Regions from separate parts of the Macaca mulatta genome. Here region 2 is linked to region 1. The links are chromatin contacts, called in public Hi-C maps. All regions are on one chromosome and are shown on one strand. The core of a region is the stretch at or near the end of the contact, and the rest is flanking DNA. Distances in the headings are between cores, read along the strand shown. Region 1 has its middle 110 kb from the start of CD44. Region 2 overlaps PDHX (pyruvate dehydrogenase complex component X).

Region 1 (4,479 bases), core at 1,216-3,715:
TATTCTTCCCTTGGAGCCAGGTCTACATCCTATCCACATTCAAAATGTTTTTAAGATCTTAATTACGGAAAATATGCTCATTAGTAAATATCTGAGCTGCCATTTTATTTTAAGATAGCAAATAGCCACAAATCAGAGTTAAGGTAAACTTCTTAATGCTTTAGTATGTATACTCTTAGGTCCAAACCAGCCACTCCTGCCAAAGGCAACACAGCCAGAGAGAGACTTGACTTTGCTTGCTTAGGGAATGTGATTTCCCTGCTCTTCTGGATCAGAGGTGTTTAATCCATCCTTTTGTGAGGGCCCGCTAAGTGTTGCTTTTAATTACCACTGCGTGAAAAGGAAAAATAAAAAAAAGAATTTACAGGGGTAAGTAGGGAAAGTGTAATTGTGGACTGAGAGTTATGACCCAGGAATTCCGGTCTCTACTCAGTCACTGAAGGGTCATACGAATGTGGCCAAATGTCTTTGCAGTTTGGAAGTCATCTTGGCGTACATAAAATTAGGGGTTTCATGTAGATTACTTCTAAGCTTTTGGACTGTGAAATTTGAATGATCTTACCTAGGTAAGTCATCATGGCTACAGATTCACTTTTATTTTCTAATCTTACTGTCTTAATATAACATCTCATACCTACAAAAGAATCTCTGTAACCTGTGTCTGGGTCTTATGCCACATGAGATACTAGCCCAAAAGCCCAGTGCAAGAGCTATAGAGCCTTCCTTCACCCCATGCTCCTCCCTTACCTTGTTCTTGTGCTTTACTCCCCGGAGGAAGCTGCTACTTACAATTTTGTGTTTATCATTCCCCTGTTGATTTTTTTAAAAAAAATAGTTCTACCCCCAACATAGGTGTACCCAAACCAGCTTTGCTTATTTTTGAGCTTTTTTTAAAAAAGAGTGCAATACCACATGTAGTCTTTTTGAACTGCTCTTTTTCTATTTAACATTGTTTCTCAGTCCATCCATGTTGTTTCAAGTAACTGTGGTTTGTTCATTACACGGTTGTGTAATAATATGATAGCATGTGGAATATGTCATGTTTTGTTTATTCATTTTTTTGGACAGTGGGTGTGTGCTCTTTTCCAGGTGTTTTTCTATGTCGAGCAGGGCTGCTATGAACATTGTCATCTGTGTCTCCTGTGTGTATGACCCAGGAGGCTTTAGTGCATGTGGTCCTAATTTTTAAAAAGTATGTGTATGTGACTGAAAAGTTCCTGTTCAAATCTTCTGCCCATTTGTCCTTAGCCCCATCAGTGAGTCCACTTGTGAACCATTTGACACTCCTAGTAATTCGTGCACTGCTAGTATTCCCCAAGTGAGCCACACACTGCTAATAATTCCCTGTTGATCCATGCACTGCTAGTAATCCGCTAGTAATCCATGCACTGCTAGTAATCCCCTGTTGATCCATGCACTGCTAATAATCCCCTAATAATCCATGCACTGCTAGTAATCCCCTGGTGATTCATGCACTGCTAGTAGTACCCTGGTGATCCATGCACCGCTACTAGTCCCCTAGTGATCCATGCATTGCTAGTAATCTCCTAGTGATCCATACATTACTGGCTGTATTATGGGTCCATCTTCCCAACATGGATACTGAGACAAGCAAAACCAGACCATTTTTAGGAGAGGAGTGTAAGTTGCAAGGCTGAAGCCTTCTTTCCTCAGGCTCAAATGGTGAGGCCTTTGAGCACAAATCTAATGGGAGCAAAACAGGGCCCACTTCATCTTTGATCTCTTCTTTGACCGATAATGTGTGAGGCCCAGCAGCCTCCACCAGACATCAGTGGGCTATTTGCTTTGATGTGAATTGTCAGTTAACAGAGGAAGTTACAGGAAGTCACAAAAAGGTCTCTCCACCTATCGCAAGAACCACCAGGAGCCCCTTCAGCCACATCCCCAACTTAGTTCTGGCTGTGAGAACCCTATAGGCTGAGTGCTTTATCAGGTACAGAAATTGATGCCTTGCAGTTGAGGAGGCTTGCAGTGTGAGCTCAGCGTGGCAGCATGGTGTTTTCTGGGGAGGGCCCTCTTCTGAGTTTCTCCTTATATCCTCACATGGCAGAAAGAGGGCAGGGGAGCTATCTGAGGTCATTTTTATAAGGGCTCTAATCCCATTCATGAGGAATCTATCCTCATGACCTAATCACTTCCGAAAGGCCCCACCTCTTAATACTATCACCTTGAGGGTTTGGATTTCAACTTATAAATTTTGGGGTAAAAACAAACATTCAGTCCAATGCAACCCCCTGCCCTGTGATGGAGGACTATAGAACCACAAAGGGCAATACCTGTAAAGAGGGTGAACTATGAGGCCTGCCAGCTAAGGCACTGGCCCCAGTGTGGACATCTCCTTCCAGGCACAATGACGTAAACAGGATGCCAGTGTTCTGTATAGCAAAGAACCACAGGTGACAGAGGGTTCCGGCACCTCCAGGAAAGCTTTCATCAGAAGCTTTCCCCACTTGTCACATTTCAGCCCAGACAGGAAGGTGTGGGTGGAGATGCCCACACGTTTGACATGGGTTGAGCAAGGAGAGAAGACTGTGGAGTCCCTGGCAACAACACAAATGTTTTTAGCTCAATAATTCTTCGCCCTGGTAGTTTTCAAAGTTCAATTAATTCATTCTTCCACCGAGGCAGTGAAAGACCATATTTAATTCCCATGTTGTCCTAAGAAAAACTGAGCCACAGAGTCAGGCTCAAATTCCAGAGGGTAGACTGGGTCTACACAGCTTATCCAAAAAGAATATAAAAAGAATAAAGCCATCCAATGCAAATCCTGTTTTTACTCTCAAACATTTAAAAGCAGCGACATTAAACTCTGAAGAATTCCATGAAGCAGATAAATAAAACATTATTTCACGGTTCTCCCTTTCCTTTTTACCAACTGAATGAATATGTAAAATCTCAACATCTTTTTATGTCTGTTATTTGGGGTAATCAGATTTAGCCTTCCAAATATTGTCTGGAAAAATCTAGTGGCTTCCAGTTAAGGAAAAAAAGACAAATTTAGAATTGCAGTCATCTGTTCCTCACTCCTTTTGTTGAGTGACCTGACTCCCCTGGAATTCTTGAACAGCTTCTGTCACTTCTCAGATGTTTTCCAGGCCTGAATAACACATTGCTCACAAAGGGAGGAGCCGCAGAATTTCCCAACTGCTTTCCTCTGAATGAACAGTTCCATCAGAACACCATCTTCCTTCTCCACCTGATCCTAAACTTTCCTTTCATCATGGTGATGAGAGCAGAGATCATTCCAGATTGTAAAGCCAGATTGTCAGCCTGTGCTTTTTTTTTGCAGATGAGGAAGCAGATATCTTAGTTTAAATGAACTAGAGGTAACTCAGTTACAAACCAAGGTTAAGTCCTGGTTCCATCCCTTTCCTAGCTGTGGGTGATTGGATTGTTAACTTAGCCTCAATTGCTTCATCTGTGGAATGGGGCTAGTCATGCCTATGAGATAGAGATTTTCATATGAGAATATTCATAAAGTAGTTAGTGCAGTACTTGGCACATAATAAGGGCTCAGTCAGTGATAGTTACCACCATCATCCTCATCATCCTCCTCATCATCACTGTTTTCATCCTTAACATTACCAATCACCACCTCTTTGTGACCAAGCTGGAAGAAGTCATGCCTCCTCTCTCCCAATTTGGCCTTTTTCTCAACCATATCATGGACACCAGCATGTAACCCATAGTTCAGCTGCCCTCCCCCCAATCTGAGCTTTGTTAGTAGACCATGAGCTTTCTTGACCTAGCCTGAGATAACCCCACCTTTCATCTAGAGGAGCTTCATGGTCATTACAAGTTTGCATTATCTGATGTTCCAAATGTCTTCAGTTACTTGCCAAGTTTTTGAGGCTTAGCAGTGAGAGAAGGCACTGCATTTCTTCAGGGAAATGAAGTGAGTTTCAGCCTGGCCCAAGTGGCCTCTCACTGAGATGGGAGCCTGAGCTGACCCTTCCAATGGGAAACAGGACATCCAGAATTCTTTTACTCACTGGTGGAGTCCCTCGGGGAGTCCCCAGCTCACAGCCTTGGATGGACTCCGTGAGAAAGGCCATTTCTGTGGAATGTACCCACCCAGAAGGACCCTCCAGAATGCCCTTAGCTGATCAATTCCCAGCAGCTCTCCTTCCCATCATCCCTTTATTCTTTGCCCTGTGTTCTTTCACAAATGTTCTTGCTCTTCCAAGAGCAGATCTCAGGAGGAACTTCTGGGAGCTTTTAGGTTGAGGGAGCTTCTCTGTGGCTATGCTAGAATCATCTCAAAATGGTGCCTTCTGTAGTTTTCAGCAGCTCAAGGCATCACCACAACCTTAAGACTGCTATTTACTATTAATAGTAAATCAATTAATAATAATATTAATAATAATGCAATTATTAATTGTCTTAGGTGGGGATCCCTGTGACAAAATTCAAATTCACAAGATTTTCTTGAGGGAGTATTTCTCAGGAGGGCCTGTA
Region 2 (4,339 bases), core at 51-2,550, 240 kb after region 1:
TTTTGAGCTTTGGTCAATTTACATAATATCTGAATTTCTATGTGTAATCTCTGAAATTCTATGTGGGAGGTAAACGTTACATCATCCATGATGATTGATAAGTAGCATACACTTCCCACATATAACTGAGGAAATTTAAAAAGATAAGCAACCAGTACAGTGATTAATTTCCCCCTTTGCTTCCTCATTTTATAGGTAAGAATACTGAGGCACAGAAATAAGGTTTTGCCAAGAGCACAGTAACTTACAAAGCTGAAATTAGGCTTAAAATAGTCTTGATTTTAAGAGTATGCAAACTTGGGAGACAAAGTTATGTACAACAACTAGTAGTTCTACTGGGAAGAATAACTTATTAAGTTATGGTATTAAGTACCATCTTATAAGTTTCTGATAAATACCATTCCCCATCAGACTGATGAGCTACTAAGTGCAATTTATGAGATTAAAAATTTAAATTTAACATTTTACATTTCCATAATACTTTATGCTTTATAAAGTGCTATAATCAATGTTATTCCACTTGATCACAAGAGTCTCATCTTTAAAAAAGGCTCATCTTTTAGTAATAGGAGTGACAGAATTTCATAAACTAAGAAATTTTAAAATATACATTTTAGGTATGGAAAAAAAAAAACAAATCATGACTAATTAATGATTTTGCTAAGTTTCTCAACTTTTAATGAAAACCCATTTTCCTTAATGGTATATATCATACAACAGAGGTTAAACTGAGAGATTTACAAAACATTCATTTTCCCAGGAAGAAAGCTGCTTGGACTTCTTGCAAAAAAAGCAAAGATAAGGATAGAATGTGAAAATAAAATTCATATGATCAAAGAAACAAAAGACTGCCATTAAGAGAGGGTAATAATTTTTCAAAATACATCTGCATACCTTATAGTTTCAATTAAATGGTGCTTCAATATTACAAGTCTAGACAAACTATATCCTCCCTCCAACCCTGTCTGCCCCCATCTCCTGAAACCAATGTAAACACACACACACACACACACACACATTTTTGTAATATAAAACTAAGTAAAATGATTTTATAGAAAGACTATTGGCTTTTCTATTCACGAAAAGTTTAAATGTCTACTGAAATATACTATTTGCTGTACATAACTTACTGGAATCTTACTCCTTTTCATACTAGTGAACGTGAGCCATGGAGGACTGTGTTTTGGATGGGAAATTCCATCACTTATCTATAGTTTAAGTGCATTATCTGACTGAATACATCTACCCTGTATATTCATAAGACACCATAGCATGGTAACATGTCAATTTTTACCCATTTTCTCCTTTAAAGACACTGACCTAGTACAGATCCTAATCAACTTACGCTTTCATTATGGCAAAATCTTCCAGTTCTTTTCTGATGACTGCTATCCTCTCCCGGTTTTGACCTACTGACTTGCACATTATGGCCAGACTGATAAAAGTAAATCTGCACTGTCACTTCCTTCTTCAAAAATCAGTAAAAGTTTCCAACTAATAGCATCCCATTTAAATTAATGGTTAGTTCTTACCGGCCATACACTTGATTCTTTCACTTCTTCACTTCACCTGAGACAAAGTCCATCATAATGCCGTATGTGAAGGACACGTTTTCCTTGAAAACTAAGATTTAAGTGCCAATTTAACTTTTCTCCCACACTTTCACTACAATATATTAACTTACAGCACCACCTATCTTTCAATAAAAGCTTAACCAAGAACTAGATTTACATTTAGCATAATGCCCGTAGGCTGGCCGATACAATTTAGTGTAAAATTAAGCCCAAAGTGCAAAATATTTTTTAAAAATCTAAAAATGAAAGTTTCATTCAACACTATATAAAACACCCATTAACAGTATATATAAAGTTCTTAGTAATGTTTCAAACCAAGGGGTCTGGCCAGTTGTATACCAATGACTTAAATTTAGCACAAAATAGTTAATGTAACTAAAAATTGCAATCAGTGAGCAGAGCCATTCTGACTTATAAATTCTAATATTCATTGATATTTTCACATCTAAGTGTTGACTGGAATATGTGTTGACTTTTCCTTAGAAGTATTCCCAATATTTTAGTCATTTTCTCTGTTCAAACAAGAAACAAAAATGAAGAGGTAGAAATTATTTTTATATCCTCTCGGTGTGATACCTATTATAAATAAATTAGTAGTATAATGTGAAAGGGGCCTGATAGTGTAGCACACAGTTCAAACCAAGTGTACCAAACTCCTTTCTCAGTGTTATTCTTTGATCTCAAACTACAACAAAATTCTTTTTAGAAATGAAAACTTCCTTATCTAAACCACCTCATCAGTATAGAAATACCAGAGAAAATATTTTTGGTCATAATGAACAAGCATTTGTACCAAAAGTTGAGAAGTCAAACCATGAGAGGCAGGTGATTATATGAAAAGCCTGACTGTGAGGTCCATGAAGAATTAAAACATCTTAAATTTATACAGCTATTTCCCTTGTACAGTTCAACTCTCTAAAGCAGGCTGAGTAAATATTAATGCCCATTTCACCTACAGGGAAACAGATGCACTACTGCTTATGTATGTCAGTTCATGAAAAGCAGAACTCTGAGCCAGGCTTATTTAAGGTTGCCTCATCATGTTCTGTTCCTCAGATATAAAAATTAAAACAAACAAACAACAACAACAAAAACAATGGCCCAGCACAGTAGCTTATGCCTGTGTAATCCCAGCACTTTGGGAGGCCAAGGTGGGTCAACTGCTTGAGCCCAGGAGTTTGAGACCAGCCTGGGCAACATGGCAAGACCCTGTCTCTAAAAAAAAATAGAAAAATTAGCCAGGCATGGTGACACATGCCTGCAGTCCTCAGCTACTCGGGAGGCTGAGGCAGGAGGATCACTTGAGCCTAGGAGGTCGAGGTTGCAGTGATCTGTGATCATACCACTGCACTACAGCCTGGGCCACAGAGCAAGACTCTGTCTCAAGAAAAAAAAATAATAATAATTTCGATTAAAACTGACCTTGGAAATAATTTAACATAAAAATTATTTTGAAAATAGCACTTGGTTATAATTTTCAGTGTAACTGTTAATATGACGAAAGTTTTGAAGACTTTTTAAAAATGGCTTGTTAAACTGAGTTGGATAGTTGGATTAAGCATTTTCTTAACAATTAATACACCAGGGTGCTAATTATTTTAGAAGGCTCTTCTGTTAGGGTTTATAATTCATCATGTCATACCACACAACTTGTACTATAGACTTCCTTCTGGTGATTCATGTCAGCCGACACTAACAAATCTTTTTGTGACAAGTTAAATTATCATTCATTACCGTCCAATTTAAATACAGTTATCTTGACAGTTATAGCAGAGTTGCCAAAAGAGAGAATAAGCTCTTCCAAACTTTATAATAATTAGTGAAAATTTCGTATTAGTGGAATAAAAAGAGTAGTTCTCATCTGTTTGGCTTCGTAAGTCTTCTATTCTCTTTCCAAAGTTTTACATTTCCTATTGGTTACTTTCCTAATGTCATACTAATTTGAAATTCCTTCTTTCCTCCTGTAGAGTCCTTTTTAAGGTGTTCTAGAAAAACTACTAATCAACTTCAAAGTTTACTGAACTTTTGTGTTTTAACATGTAAAATACAATTGAAATGTTCATATTTTCTCACATTTTACTGCACAATACAAAACTGATTTAAATGCATTAAGAAACAACATTTTCTTTTTAAATAAACACTAACAAAATGTTTGGCAAGAGATAACACAATTTATTTAAATATATTCTGACTCAGGATGAAGGCAAGCGCTTTACCTAGGTTTACATATTTTAGCTATAGATTTTCATTGAACCATTTTTCTGAAATGTCATTCTTCTCATTCATGCTTCTTTTATTCTCTCTTTAGAAGTTCACAGTGTTATACAAGTGAAAAACAAGACAGATAGAAACCACCCTAAACATAAGACTTTATGTACATAAAAAATTCAATAATGTTGCCATAACCCCTAATACAGTGTGATCCTATTTATTATCCAGAATAAAATTCTGTACATATTAAATTCTTCAAGTATATCTAGAGCAGTGCTTGTAAAAGTGAGGTCCCACTGCTAAGTTAATGGCCATCTCTTTGAAGATCACTTCTACCTTCAACACAATTATGGTAGAGTTCTAATAGTTTATTTTACATGTATTATACATTCTCAAATATTCTAAAATGCTCAAATGAGCCAAACATATACTTTGATTTACATCTAGTTGAATATTCCCTTTATACAGCACCAGAGGTTAAAAAATGGATCTGAGTAACCAAATATTCTCTTTCCTTTAATAGTTAGAGTTTATCATCATTTATTTCTATAACA

What was found. Hi-C and Micro-C count contacts between places; a contact is called where the count stands out from the background.
Region 2: a contact with region 1 is called in a Hi-C map of blood, with 2.7 times the contacts expected there. The contact joins two enhancer-like sites. A contact is called at or near these places in 3 of 14 Hi-C or Micro-C datasets (blood, cortical neurons and sperm).

What each region holds. Positions count from the first base shown.
Region 1 is chr14:30,039,401-30,043,879 of T2T-MMU8v2.0, forward strand. No RefSeq gene overlaps it. Among named protein-coding and RNA genes, the nearest start is that of CD44, 110 kb to the right of the region's middle. Within about 2 kb of position 2,466, at least 13 of the 40 cell types and tissues checked have an H3K27ac peak or open chromatin away from gene starts, as enhancers often do.
Region 2 is chr14:30,282,066-30,286,404 of T2T-MMU8v2.0, forward strand. The region is part of intron 10 of PDHX (pyruvate dehydrogenase complex component X); the gene reads right to left. Among named protein-coding and RNA genes, the nearest start is that of PDHX, 70 kb to the right of the region's middle. Within about 2 kb of position 1,301, at least 6 of the 40 cell types and tissues checked have an H3K27ac peak or open chromatin away from gene starts, as enhancers often do.